Regions from separate parts of the Sus scrofa genome. Here region 2 is linked to region 1. A link is a contact called in public HiChIP or PLAC-seq data. All regions are on one chromosome and are shown on one strand. The core of a region is the stretch at or near the end of the contact, and the rest is flanking DNA. Distances in the headings are between cores, read along the strand shown.

The links. HiChIP or PLAC-seq counts read pairs in DNA pulled down with a chosen protein or histone mark.
Region 2: a contact with region 1 is called in an H3K27ac HiChIP or PLAC-seq map of skeletal muscle. The contact joins two enhancer-like sites. A contact is called at or near these places in 1 of 5 promoter capture datasets (liver), 19 of 47 Hi-C or Micro-C datasets (alveolar macrophages, embryonic fibroblasts, epiblast stem cells and 10 more) and 2 of 2 datasets of contacts at active chromatin or transcription factors (alveolar macrophages and skeletal muscle).

Annotation. Positions count from the first base shown.
Region 1 is chr3:102,048,025-102,052,009 of Sscrofa11.1, forward strand. No RefSeq gene overlaps it. Among named protein-coding and RNA genes, the nearest start is that of ATL2, 93 kb to the left of the region's middle. Within about 2 kb of position 1,392, at least 8 of the 83 cell types and tissues checked have an H3K27ac peak or open chromatin away from gene starts, as enhancers often do. A contact at or near this core is called in omental adipose tissue, retroperitoneal adipose tissue and skeletal muscle, where this site is marked.
Region 2 is chr3:102,205,634-102,209,514 of Sscrofa11.1, forward strand. It overlaps LOC100625479 (cytochrome P450 1B1), which reads left to right. Exons shown (of 3, transcript XM_021087620.1): 3 at 1-54. Among named protein-coding and RNA genes, the nearest start is that of RMDN2, 100 kb to the right of the region's middle. Within about 2 kb of position 2,213, at least 29 of the 83 cell types and tissues checked have an H3K27ac peak or open chromatin away from gene starts, as enhancers often do. A contact at or near this core is called in omental adipose tissue, retroperitoneal adipose tissue and skeletal muscle, where this site is marked.

The DNA of each region.
Region 1 (3,985 bases), core at 142-2,641:
GAGATAAGCCTGGATTCGGTCAGTCTTGTGGTGTGTCTGCCTCAGCTGGCCATTCTCATCCTTTGATGCTCCCTCCCGGTCAGAGGGGGTGGTGAGGGCGCGCAGGGTGGGCTGCTATTCCTGACTCCCGCCCCGACCTGGCGGGAAGGCGGCTGCTTGCCAGGCACAGGTGCTCCGAGGAACCGGAAAGCTGGAGAGCCTGCTGAGAACGTGGCAGAATGTCAGGCCGGACAGGGAGGCGAGAGGACGGAGGGAAGAAGCAGGTGGGGTGGAGAATAATAAACTCCTTCATGGTTCTGAAGGCTCTCGGAGTCTGATTTTCAATGATAAATAATCCCAGGGTTTGTTCAAAGCTCAGCAATGGTGCCGAGTGCCCTACAGCTGGACGAGTCAGCCTGCTTGACTTTTCCCATCTCCCGGGGTGTGACAACCTCCCTGATGGCCTTTACAGTGATGGAGGAGGGGTTCTGAGAACACAGCTGAAAGACAGTTATTGAACATTTATCAACGTTCCCACCAGGTCTGTTTACTGAGTTTTTGTGCAGGTATGTCAACAGAGAAGGTGGTTTTTGTAGTGGCAAGGTTTTAGTTTATACAGCTAATCTTTACTGAATACCTAATATGTGCCTATGGGCCCATCCTGCACTAGGCATTGAAGTGGAAGGAGAGGCATAGAAAAATGAGTCATTGTTCCTGAGTGGGGGAGGCAAAGACATGGGGAAGATGATGTGCTAGAATAGTGGCCTTGCTCAGATGCTCTGAGAGGCTTCAGAGCAACCGGGAAGCTCTCGAGGGCTGGCTGCATTTAAACTGGTTCTTGCAAGAGCATGGGGAGAACAGGGCAAGAGGACTGAATTTGAAGTCCTGTCAAGAAAGCTCAGGAAGGGAGTTCCCGTCGTGGCTCAGCAGAAACGAATCTGACTAGAGAACCATGAGGTTGTGGGTTCCATCCCTGGCCTCACTCATTGGGTTAAGGATCCGATGTTGCCATAAACTGTGGTGTAGGTTGCAGACGTGGCTTGGATCTGGCGCTGCTGTGGCTGTGGTGTAGGCTGGCAGCTGTAGCTAGCCTGGGAACCTCCATATGCCACAGATGCAGCCCTAAAAAGCAAAAAAAAAAAAACCAACAAAAAACTCAGGAAGCGAATGAGATCCCTAAAGTCCAGCACAAGGAGCCAGTGGACAGAAAGAGCCCAACCAAAGAGAAAGGCCGGTGGGAGGGGTGGGAGCCAGGCAGGGCCCCAGGGTCAGGGAGTGGAGGCCGAAACCAGAAGCTATGGGCTTTTTTTTTTTTTTTTTTTTTCCCCCAAACTCTGTGGCTGGAAAGGACTTTCTCCAAGACAGCCTGAGCAGCCTTAAAGCTGGGACAGGGTGTGGTGCTCCCTGGGGTGGGAGAACCTTGTTCCTTCTCCGCAATCCCAGGCCCAGTCCGCTTTGCCATCGCACACTAGTGATGGCCTGGCCAAATCATTTTTGATTCAAAAGAAATACTTTTCAGGCAACACCAAGAAATCCCAGAAAACATATCATTTGAAGAAAATGTCCTTCTAGGGTTTTAATTAAGGTGGAGGCAAGGCTGGGTGGAGTTCAAAATCATGTTTCTACCCAAAGGAATGAAATGGTACATGGTGTCCTTTCAAACATCGCTGTGCTTTGGGAATGTTGGGCTCTAGGGTTGTAGGGGAGGGTAAAATTATCTCACTGTAATTTGAGAAAAAGTGGCCTTTTTTTCTTCTTTTTTTTTTCCTTCTTATTCCCTGTAGAAGTAAAAGCAAAATGTGTGTGTGTGCGCGTGTGCGTGCGCATGCGCGTGTGTGTGTGTGTGTGCGTGTGCGTGTGCGTGTGCGTGTGTGTGTGTGTGTGTGTGTGTGTTGCTGGCTGGAATATCAGGTGACGAGACATCTGATAAAAGACTTGTTGTATGTGTTCTTCAATCAGTTGCCTTGGAAAGAAATTCTTAAATCTTTCAAAAATCAACATTTCCAAGCCTCATAGAAAGGATTTTACCAGAACAACAGGAAAAGACATCACATCTTTCCCAAGTCAGTCCTTCTAACACTCTTCTTTTCCCTACTGTTTTTTCTTCATAGAAAAGAAGCAATTTGTCCAAGGGAGGAAGATTCAGAACACTGTTCCCGCCTCAACCCCACCTTGAACAATTCATTTCCCAAACTTTTTGGGCTTTGTGGGCTTATTAGAAGCTGAATGTAATAATATGCATTTAAGATTCCTCTAAATCTTTTCATAGCTTAATTTCTTTTGAACACTGAATAATAGTCCATTGTCAGGGTGTACCACAGTTTATCCATTCACCTACTGAAAGATATTTTGGTTGCTTCCAAGTTTTTGGCAATTATGAAAAAAATCTTCTCTAAACATCAGTGTGCAGGTTTTTATGTGGACATAAATTTTCAGCTCATTTGGGTAAAAGCCAAGGGGTGCCACTGCTGAATCATATGGAACTGCCAAAGTGTCTTCCAAAGTGGCTGTACCATTTTGCATTCCAATCAGCAACGAATGGGAATGCAGGGAAGAAACATGAGTAAGAAAGCAAAAAGCTGATACAGGAAAAGATCACTTGCTTCTCTAAAAAGTAATAAAAAAGGAACCATGAAAAGATCTTGCATTATACAGAGGCCTTATAAGAAGAAAGAAAGGGAAGGGGAAAAGAAATCAAATGAAGCATAAGCTTCAGAAAAACACTGGAGTCTAGCTGATAAAAACTGTGACGTTAAAACATTACACACTTATTACCATGGCCAAAATTTGAAACACTGACAGCAAAGAATGCTGGCCAGGATGTGGAGCAATAGGACCTCCCGTCCATCGCCAAAAACTTGGACGCAAACAAAATATCTTTCAGTTGGTGAATGGATAAACTGTGGTACACCCTGACAATGGAATATCATTCAGTGTTCAAAAGAAATTAAGCTATGAAAAGATTAGGAGGGACCTTAAATGCATATTATTACTAAATGAAAGAAGCCAACCTGCGAAGACTGTGTACCATATGATTTCAACTATATGACATTCTGGAAAAGGCAAAACTATGGTGACAGTAAAAAGACCAGTGGTTGAGAGGGGCTAGTGAGGATGGAAGGATGGGGCACAGAGGATTTCTAGGGTGGTGGAACTATTTCGTATGATACTATTATGGCAGATTCATGCCACCATTCATTTGTTAAAACTCAGAGGATGTACAACACCAGCAGTGAACCCTAAAGTAAACCAGGGGCTCTCAGTGATAATGATGTGTCAGTGTAGGTTCACCAGTTATGATAAATGTGCCTCTCTGGTGGGGGATGTTGATGGTGGGGGAGGTTATGCATGTGTGAGGACAGGAGTATTGAGAACTCTGTATTTTCCACTCCATTTTGCTGTGGTCCCAAAACCTCTCTAAAAATGAAGTCTATTTTAAAAAATTATGACAAAACGTTTTGCGATTAATGGCACAAGTAATCAGATCAAGAGCCCATGGAAGAGATACAAAAGATCAGGGGAGATATCGCAATGACAAAAGTTGCTGAAGTGGAAATGGGTTTAATATAAATCACTAAATAAGATTCACAGGGAGACAGAGCCTTGAAGAGCCTTTGCTGAGTTAGAGCGGGAGGCTGGCTGCCGACTCCCCACAAAAGTGGACACTGGCTCAGACTTTGGATGACGGGGAAGGTCTGGGAAAGCCAGGGGAGGAAGAATCGTGATACTCGAATGGGGCTGATTTGCTCTAGATTCTTGCAAGCACAGTAAGAAGAAGGCCCAGTCAGTCACGGAGGAGAGCTGAGGGACTCCATCAGCTACCAGTCAACCATGAAGCTTCTCGCCTAACCAGCCCGGAGCTGACCACCAGTGTTCAACACAGCTTAGCCAAGACTGCAAAACCATCCTGAACTGTTGATGTGCAGATTTTTAAGCCTAATGTGTTGTTGTTACTTTTATGCTCTATATTTCAGGGTGGTTAATTCTACAGCAATAATAACCGATT
Region 2 (3,881 bases), core at 963-3,462, 160 kb after region 1:
TACCTATAATAGGACACCGTTTCCAAAATAATAAAAGTCACTTTTATAATCTTATCAGGAAGTTTTACTTTATGTTGTAGCAAATACAGTCTAATGCATCTATGCATTTCAACTGCTGTTATAAATGCTTGACGTAAAATGCTGCATGGTAAATATTTTCTTTGACCAGTCTATTTTAGGCTGCTTGCCCTTTTCTTTTCAACAGGCTTTCAGTATCCAGCTTTCTACCAAATTCTTGATCTCTCTCTAATTTTTAAAATTGAAGTACAATTGATTCACAATATTTTACTCCTTGTAAGTGTACAGCACAGTACATAGATTTGATGTTTTTATAGATTATGCACCATTTAAAGTTATTACAAAATAATGGCTATATTCTCTGTGTTGCACAATATAGCCTTGTATCTTATATATTTTATAGATAGTAGTTTGTACCTCTTGATGCCCTATCTTGTCCATCTCCTCTTTGCTCTCCTCATTGGTAACCACTAGTTTGTTTTCTATATCTGTGAGTCTGTTTCTATTTTGTTATATATATTCATTTGTTTTATTTTTTAGATACCACATGTAAGTGATAATATTTTTGAATTAATAAGAACAGACAAAGAAGTTAAATTTCTTGGGCTTATCAGACACAACTTAGAATAGATTTACAAGGAGATCCTGCTGAATAGCATTGAGAACTATGTCTAGATACTCATGTTGCAACAGAAGAAAGAGTGGGGAAAAAACTGTAATTGTAATGTATACATGTAAGGATAACCTGACCCCCTTGCTGTACAGTGGGAAAATAAATAAAAAAAAAAGAGAGAGAAAAAAAAAAAGAAGTTAAATTTCAGCGGCAAACAGCAAAGTGGGAATGAACTTTTAATTTTGAGAGATTGAATAGATTGAGGTTTTAAGACTCTGACCTTAGATTTTTGCTTCATCTAAAAAATGCAGGACATATTCCACGCCTACTCCACCCCCAGCTGCACACTAGTCCTTTTCCTTGAGTATTTCATTCATTCATTTTTTTTTCTTTTGACATGACAGCTTTTGTTTTTAATGTGGTTGATAAACATTCATTCCTTCATTTTGTCCAGGATACTTGCCTTAATTAATAAGGGCAGTTAATATTCAATAAAATAGAATGGATGAGAATAATCTATTACGTGGAAATCTTTTTCTGCTGACCTTTTTATCTAGTGAAAGGCTTGACTTCTCAGACTCCTAATGGGACTCTCCAGGCTTTCACAGCCACACCCTCACAGATGGCAGGGCCATCCAGTGCCAAGGCTCCTTATTTCTTCCAGACTTTAGCTCCCATTACTGTGAAATCAGGAAAAGTAATTGTGAAGTATAATTGCATACAATGTCATTGATACTTTGGCTTGAGAACATCACTTTAGCAGCCAAAAGTTATGGCTAGGAATTGGTTTAAGAGAATACTCACTTGCTTTCCAGACGTACTAACCTAGGGTCTTGGAAATGGTCACAAAGGATCCAGTTAAATATTTTCTTAGGAAAAAATTTCTTTAACAAAATTGTAATTGGGGTCAGGTGTTTGCAAAAATGCAAGCAGAGCTGGATGCCACCCAGTCAATCTGGTAGAATCTAAGACCAGAACACAGGGTGAGAAATGAATGCAGCTTTGGACATAAAACAAGTGTGGTTGTTGCAAACTCATAGAGGTTGTTTCTCTAACCTCAAAGCCAGTCCGTTTTCCTACACACGTGCAACAGAAGTTTTGTTTTGCCCTTCTTTTGGTTCAATGACTCACATACTCTCTGCTTTCAAGTTTGGATGCACAGTTATAATTCTCAGAGAATGGAAGAGAAAGAAAAGAAATATATTCAAATGCATTCAGAAACAATTATTTCGAATGAGAAAGACTGGAGGGAAAGAATCCAGCTTAAATAGGTATGGGCAGGGTAAACAGCAGCTTCTGCTTGAGCATCTTTATTCACTCGCACACAGGCTGGTCTTCAGTAAGACTTTTAAACGTGAGTCAAGTATGAGGGGAAGAAATGAAACTGAAATATGCTGAGTACTCACTATGTTGAATTGCCAGCTAAATGCATGAATGCACAAAACGATCCTGTGAGGGAGGCAGTGATGTCACCTGCCAAAATTCTACACTGAAAAGTGGCCTTGGCTGGACATTCCCTGGAGATGAATTGGCTCCAAAGTCTGCTGTCTCGGGACCAGAGAGCTCGTCACTTCCCAGCCTGCCTGCATTTGGACAAACAGTCCGTCCATTTTCCAGTCCCTGTGATCCTTGGCGTTTCACAAGCACTGCCCCTCCTTCGTCTTGGGCACGTGCCACACTGACTGTGTGAAGCGCCAGGGAGACTCAGAGCACTCCTATCTTCTGAGAGAAGCATACTCAAGCAAGGGGAAAAAAGGGGTAGGAAAGGTCAGGCTTTGTTTTATAATCCTAAAACCTCTCTCCTCTAACCTGTGGGCCAGGGATTTTTTGCTTGAGCCAAAGGCCATCCATAGGTTGGACTAGTAGCCTGTGAGGTGGCCTGATTCGAGAACTCTCTGTGATAGGAGTGAAGGAGTGACTACCCTGTATATTGGGACACGTGACCAATCAGAACCGTTCCTGCTTTCAGAGACCTTGACTGAATAGGATTAAAGAGCTCGGCTCTCCTCCAACCAGAGGGAACATGCAAAACCCTGGCTGAACATGACAGGGAAGGGAAGGCTTCCTTTGAAATCAGTGTCACTGGAGCCACTGGAACTGGTTCAGCCCCCTTGAGATCCCTTTAGGTGGTAAAAAGGCTACATAAACTTACTAACTAAATATGTTATACAAATAAACAACACAGTGTTACACAAATTGCGCAACAGTCCAGCACACATCTAGCAGCCCCTGAGATCTGTGTGCGTCAGGGCTCAGAGTCACTCCACTAGCCTGCACAAGCTTCCAGCGTCTTTGAACCGTTTTTAATTCTGCTTCAATTCTTATTTGCCTCCTTTTGTTTCTTTCTCTCTCAATATCGCCTAGTGTGTACTTTTTGTTTGTGTGTGTTTCAACAAAGTGTTATTGGTTTGTACACATGTGTTTTTAATTTGTGTAAATGCTGGTTTATCTCATCCTGTTGCTTAATCTCTTAACACCTTATTTTAATTTATTTTTGTAAATTTTTTTGGCTGAACCCTTGGCATATGGAAGTTCCTGGGTCAGAGATCAAATCCCAGCCACAGCTGTGACCTACGCCACAGGTCACAGCTACCTAGGTCACAGGTCACCTATGCCTACCTAGGTCACAGCTGTGGTAATTCCAGATCCTTAACCCACTGTGCTGGGCCAGGGACTAAAACCGTGCTTTCCACAGTAACCCAAGCTGTTGCAGTGGATCCTTAACTCACTGCGACACATCATTAACTTCAGCACATTTTTTTAACATCCCATGCCTGTCTAATTCCATGGTTTAACTACTGCCTAGAGTTCCACGATGTTCATCCACCACAGTTACTCTAGATGGCTTCCAACTCCATTTATCCCCAACTAATGCTTCAAGGAACATCCTTGTATGTGTTCCCGTGCTGACCTATACACAATTTGTAATACACACCATACCCGTGATTAGAATTGCCAAGAAAGCAAATCTATGGCTGCATAATTTAAGTGCTGCATGCATGTTCTGCAGAATGTGAAACCAGCCCACACTCTCATCAGCTGTGCAAGAGGGTTGCCTTATACCTGCATCCCCACCAACATATGGCATGACCTCATCATTATTTTTAAATGAAATACATACCCTTTAGGAAGGGTTTTTTGCATTAAGTAGCTTTTTTAAAAAGAAAGGAAAAAAAGGAGACACCTACACTCATTTTCAAATACTTCCTGTAGATATAATTGTGTTTATATCACACCTCCTTTCTTAGAT